Linked DNA regions of Muntiacus reevesi: region 2 is linked to region 1. Evidence: chromatin contacts called from public Hi-C data. All regions are on one chromosome and are shown on one strand. The core of a region is the stretch at or near the end of the contact, and the rest is flanking DNA. Distances in the headings are between cores, read along the strand shown.

What was found. Hi-C and Micro-C count contacts between places; a contact is called where the count stands out from the background.
Region 2: a Hi-C map of blood shows a contact between it and region 1, with 3 times the contacts expected there. The contact joins the promoter of PLEKHA8 here to the promoter of ZNRF2 in region 1. A contact is called at or near these places in 2 of 3 Hi-C or Micro-C datasets (blood and muscle).

The regions. Positions count from the first base shown.
Region 1 is chr6:62,590,619-62,593,542 of mMunRee1.1, forward strand. ZNRF2 (zinc and ring finger 2) reads right to left here and starts at 1,362. Exons shown (of 5, transcript XM_065938457.1): 1 at 44-1,362. The coding sequence starts at 500.
Region 2 is chr6:62,857,167-62,859,866 of mMunRee1.1, forward strand. It overlaps PLEKHA8 (pleckstrin homology domain containing A8), which reads right to left and starts at 1,357. Exons shown (of 13, transcript XM_065939028.1): 1 at 939-1,357. The coding sequence starts at 978.

The DNA.
Region 1 (2,924 bases), core at 112-2,611:
CCCACGTGCCGCCCGCGGGAGCCAGAGAGGGAAGGGGCCGTACCTCCAAACATGTGCGGCGAGAGGTGAGCGGGTAAGGAGCCGATCACCAGGCGCGGCCCTCCGGGACCCCCGCTTGCCGGCCGGTCCCTGCCGCCGCTGCTGCCGCCGTCCTCCGGGCTGCTGTGAACCGAGTCCTGCGAGCCGTACGGGCCGCTGCTGCTGTTGGGGATGCTGAAGGTGGACTGAGCCGTTCGGGCCCCCGACGCCACGGTCCCCACGGCCCCGCCGAGGGAGCGGCTGCGCGGGGCCGCCGAGGCCGCCGCGGCGCCGCCGGAGGCGCTGGGCTGGTGCGCGCTGGGCACCTGAGCCGGAAACCGCCCAGCAGCTGCGGCTCGCGCCCCGCCGCCCGCGGTCCCGTTGGCCCCTCCGCTGCTGCTGCTGCTGGAAGGTAAATCCGAGCCCGAGTACGCGCGGGTGCGGCCGTTAGCAGCGGCCGGGCCGCTCTGCTTGGCGCCCATGTCCGCCCTGCCCCGGGCCGGGCCCGCGCACAGCGCCCGGAGCGCCGGGAGGGCGGGAGCGAGCGCGGGAGCGAGAGGGCAGGGCCGAGGCGCGGAGGCCGGCGCAGAAAGAAGCCCGCACGTCCAGGGCCGCCGCCCGGCGCCCCTGGGGGCGGTCGGCGCCCGCCGCGCTCTTCTAGGGGGTGACGAGGGAGATCGACGGCCTGTCTGGGGACTCGGGAGACGAGGAGAGACGGTGAGGAAGGAGGTCCCGGCTCCCGCGGGCGCCGATCGCTGGCTCCGGCGGGAGGGGCGGCTCAGGTGGCTGCGCGGCTGCCGCTGCTTTCGGTTCTGGTGCGCCGCGACGGGCCGCTGCCGCTCTCTGCCGCCGCCGCTGCGCTCTGCGCCCGGGCCCTCGGCACCGCCTCCTCCCGGGCGGCCGCCGCTACCGCCGCCATCCTCCTGCTCCCACGGCGGCTCACGGGTGAGTGGGAGGTGCCCGCCCAGACTCCGCTGGGGCCACCTTCCCTCCTCCCCCAGCCACCCAACTGTTATTAACTGAGAAGGAGGAAAAACGGGTGGCGCGGGAGGGGAGGACGCAAGAGGAGAGGGAGGGGCAGCGCGCGCTTCCCGGCAACCGTCACCGCGCTCCCCCAGAGAAGGAGGGGCCGGGGGGTAGGGTCTGGACCACGAAGGTGGGGGGTGCTCAGCGGGGAAGGAGGTACTGCGGCCCTCGCACCGGAAGGCGAAGGAGCAGCGGGGCCCCAGGGTGCGCCCGAACCCGTGTGTTTGGGTCGCGCGCGGTGACCCCGCCCCCGCCCCCTGGCGCCGCCGGGAGGATTGGCTCCCACCGGCCTGGCCCCGCCTCCCCCCTCGCCGCGGCCTTCCCGCTCCCGCCCTATCTCGCCTAGGTGCCTTGGTGGGGTAGGTGCTACCACCCGCGGCTTCGGTGATGGACAGGTCTCTGGCCCCGCCCTCTCCTGCAGGACGCGCCCCCTCTCCACCGCGGGGCCTGCTCTGATTGGAGGGATGGAGCTCCTCCGGGCGCCAACCAGAACACGGCCCCTCCTCCTGCACGTGGCCCTCGGACGCTGGACCTGACGGTGGGTAGTCTTCACCTTCTTAAAGCTGGGGCTGGGAGTGTCTCTGTCCTGTGTCTCTAGCCATTGCGTTTGAGTGGGTGTCGACCTTCCTCCTTGATGTTACTCCGAGTGCGTGTTTTAAATAAAGCAGAAGCTCACCAATCTGATGGTAAAAGACTGAAAACAAAAGAAAGAACCTAGGAAGCTGAAGGCAACTTGATCTGAATTAGATCTATCCCATTTAAACACTCCGACTGTGGAGAAAGCAGAGTTAATAGAACTAAAGATAATCCAACATGATCTTCAGCAGTAGAGTAAAAACTGGCACAGAGACAGCTGCAACCGATTCATAAGACCTGGGGTCTAAGTCTAGGACCAAAACTAAGTGTAATAAGCAAATCATTTTACCTTTGTGGACGTTAGTTTCCTTACCTGGGATGTTTGTATCAAATCTCCACAGCACCGGCTGCTTTAAAACCCTGTAATTTCTCTAAAATGGCAATTAATACTAGGTTGGTGCAAACGTAATTGCGACTTTTGCATTGTTTAAATTTTCCATTTGATACTGGAATACATTCTTAAATAAAAATGGTTGTGCTGTACATCATTTTAATGCACATTTCTTACTTGGCTGACTTGTTTTTGGCTGACTTATTACTTGTTTATATTTATGAAAAAGCAAATTGAAGCGACTTTCCTATTCGAGTTCGCAGAGACAACTCACAACAACACATTTGGCCCAGGAACTGCTTACAAATGTACAATGCAGTGGTGGTTCAAGAAGTTTTGCAGAGTAGATAAAAGCCTGAAGATAAACATAGTGTCTGCCCATAGGAAGTTGACAATAACCAATTGAGAGGCTTATAACTACATGAGAAGTTGCCCAAGAACTGAACATCAACCATTCTATAGTTGCCCAGCATTTGAAGCTAATTTGAAAGGTGAAACGCTCGAGAAGTGGGTGCATCTTGAACTGACTAAAAATGAAAAAAATCGTTTTGAAGGGTCATCTTCTCTTTTTCTACATTAGGTTCTTCTCTTATTCTCTATCCGATTGTGATATGTGACAAAAAGTGGATTTTATATGAGAACCAGCAATGACCAGTTCAGTGGTTGGACCGAGAAGAAGCTTCAAAGCACTTCCCAAAGCCAAACTTGCACCCGAGAAAGGTTATGGCCACAGATTGGTGGTCTGTTGCCAGTCTGATCCACTACAGCTTTGTGAATCCCAGCAAAACCAACACATCTGGGAAGTATGCTCAGCAAATCAATGAGATGCACCAAAAGCTACAACACCTGCAGCTGGCATTGATCAACAGAAAGGGCCCAGTTTTCCTCCATGACAACACCTGACTGCACATCA
Region 2 (2,700 bases), core at 107-2,606, 270 kb after region 1:
CCCAGAGAATCATACTACAACCCTTAAAAAAAAAAAAAGAAAAGAAAACCTAGGCTCCACAGGATGGGAAAATACACCTCCACAACTTAAGAATCCCTGGGAATATTTCTCATTTCAAATACATTGCTGTTAAAACTCTAAGAGCCTGCCTACCTCATTTTCCATAATAAAAAGTTTAATTTCAAAAAAGTGCCTAGCACAGTTTCCAGCGCACAGAAGGCTTTTATTTATATACTCATTTATGAAAATGCTCCTTCTGAATCATATTCATAGCTGAAAAATAGTTATGACCTTCTCAAGATATGAAGTACTTCCATAAATTGGAAAGGGGGTGGGGTACTATTTTTAAGCCATTCTGTTCAGCAGGGCAAGAAAAGAGCTGCTAACATTTGCATCCTATTTTATGGTCATTTCTGAGTCTGTAAAACAAAAAGAAAATGTTCGGTGAGAAAACCAAAAACGTGCATACTTTGGAGCTGAGACTCAGATATCCTGGTCTGCACTCACATAACTCTGCAAGTGATGAAAGCAAAGTGCCGTACCTGGGGACTTTGAAAAAGAACCTTTGACCTCTGCTCGCATTCATATGAAACCTTCCCGAGAACAGCTCCTTCGCCAGAATTCGAGACTCCCAGAGGACCCAAGAGCCGGAATAAGCATTTCCCTCCCGCTGACACCGAGGACATCGTGCCTTTCAAGTCACCCCAAATCTCAGGATTCGGAAGTGAGGAGAGCTGCGGCTCACACCCAGCCCCAACAGGGGGCTGTGTCTGTACCGCGCGGGAGACAGAGAACTGCTGTAGGGAAACATTCCCGGTCCACGCAGGCCTCTCTGGTCTCAGGAGAGACCGTGACCCCGACACCCAAGAGGCGAGTCCGGACGCCGCCCTCCCTCGTCTCAGACAAAGGACCGGAACCCTGGCACGCCCCCCACTCACCGCTCAGATAGTTGGTCCACTTATACAGCACCCCCTCCATGGCGCCCGCGACCACCTCGCCCTCGCCCGCCGGCCCCGTCACTGCTCCAGGCTCCAGGAGGCGAGGAGCACCGGCAGCAGGGCCATCGCCCGGCGCTGCCGAGCCGGCCACTCCCGGCGCCCAGGCCCAGTGCGGGGACGCCCCGCGGGCCTCACATCCTGGGCCCGGGGGCGGGGTCACTGCGGCGGCCTCCGCACGTGAGAACGCGGCCGGCCGGTGGCCCCAGGCGCCGCAGGCGGCGCGCTGTCCTCAAGGAGGCCAAGGTCCTGGGTGGGTCCGAGGGGCGACTGAAGTCACCAAAGTGTCGCGAGTGAAGTAGCCGGTCGCTGGCCGCGCCACGGCGCGCTACCTGAGTGCTCGACCCGCCGGGCTCAGGGCCCGCTCGCGCATGCCCAGTGCACCGCCTGCGCGCCGGTTCCCAAAATCCACTCCGGAGTTTAGCTGAGATAGCGGCGTGGCTGACCTAGTGAAAGAGGCCCGCAGGGAAAATGAGTCCTGGGACTAGAGGGAGGGTGAGAAGGGAGTAGGGAGGCCTCTGGGACAAAGGGGAACACAGTCTTCACTCTACGGTACCAGGTACCATAGATGGGTTCCATCTCCCGATATTTGGGAGCCACCGTGGCCCCTTAGGGTGCCCGCTGGATTCTAGTCTTCAGAGCCTCTTATTTCAAGGCTAATTGATCCTACACACTTCAAGGCTATTGAGGGGGTACCCAACCATAGGGCATAAGGAGATGATGGGAATTTCACTATTAAACTCTAAAACCCCCGCTGCACGAAGTGTGGTCCGTGCACTGCCGCACTGAAGGCCCCTGGGAACTTGTCTGAATGTAGTATCTTAATGCAAGGCGGCAAACTCCTGAAGGAGATCTCCAGGGGGGATTCCCATGCATATTAAAGTGTGAGGGGAAAAAAAAAAGTGTGAGAAAGTTCTGTGCTAAGGATATTTGACTAGGGAAAATGTTAACTATAGATTCTGTGGTAAAAGCAGGTTACAAAACAGTGTACAGTAGGATCCTAATTATTTTAGGCATATGTCACAAAACCATGTGCCAAAATGTTGATGACTATTTCTGCATGGTGGCATTACAGATTTTTTCTTTTTCTTTAGTGTAATCTAAAGAATTAAATAAAAAAAAAAGAATTAAATAAAATCTTTTATCTGCAAAATCTGTTGCCAGAGTCCACAAATAAAAACAGAGAAAAATTAATTTGCTATTTATCTGAAATTCAAATTTAATTAGGCTCCTGTATTTTTTAAAAATTATTTGTTTTTAATGGGAGGATGCTTGCTTTATAACGATGTTTTGGTTTCTGCCATACATCAAAATTAATAAGCCATAGGTATAAAGGAGATCAGTCCTGGGTGTTCATTGGAAGGACTGATGCTGAAGCTGAAACTCCAATACTTTGGTCACCTCATGCGAAGAGTTGACTCATTGGAAAAGACCCTGATGCTGGAAAAGACCCTGATGCTGGAAAAGCCATAGGCATAAAGGAGATCAGTCCTGGGTGTTCATTGGAAGGACTGATGCTGAAGCTGAAACTCCAATACTTTGGTCACCTCATGCGAAGAGTTGACTCATTGGAAAAGACCCTGATGATGGGAGGGATTGGGGGCAGGAGGAGAAGGGGACCACAGAGGATGAGATGGCTGGATGGCATCACAGACTCGATGGACATGAATTTGAGTAAACTCTGGGAGTTGGTGATGGAAAGGGA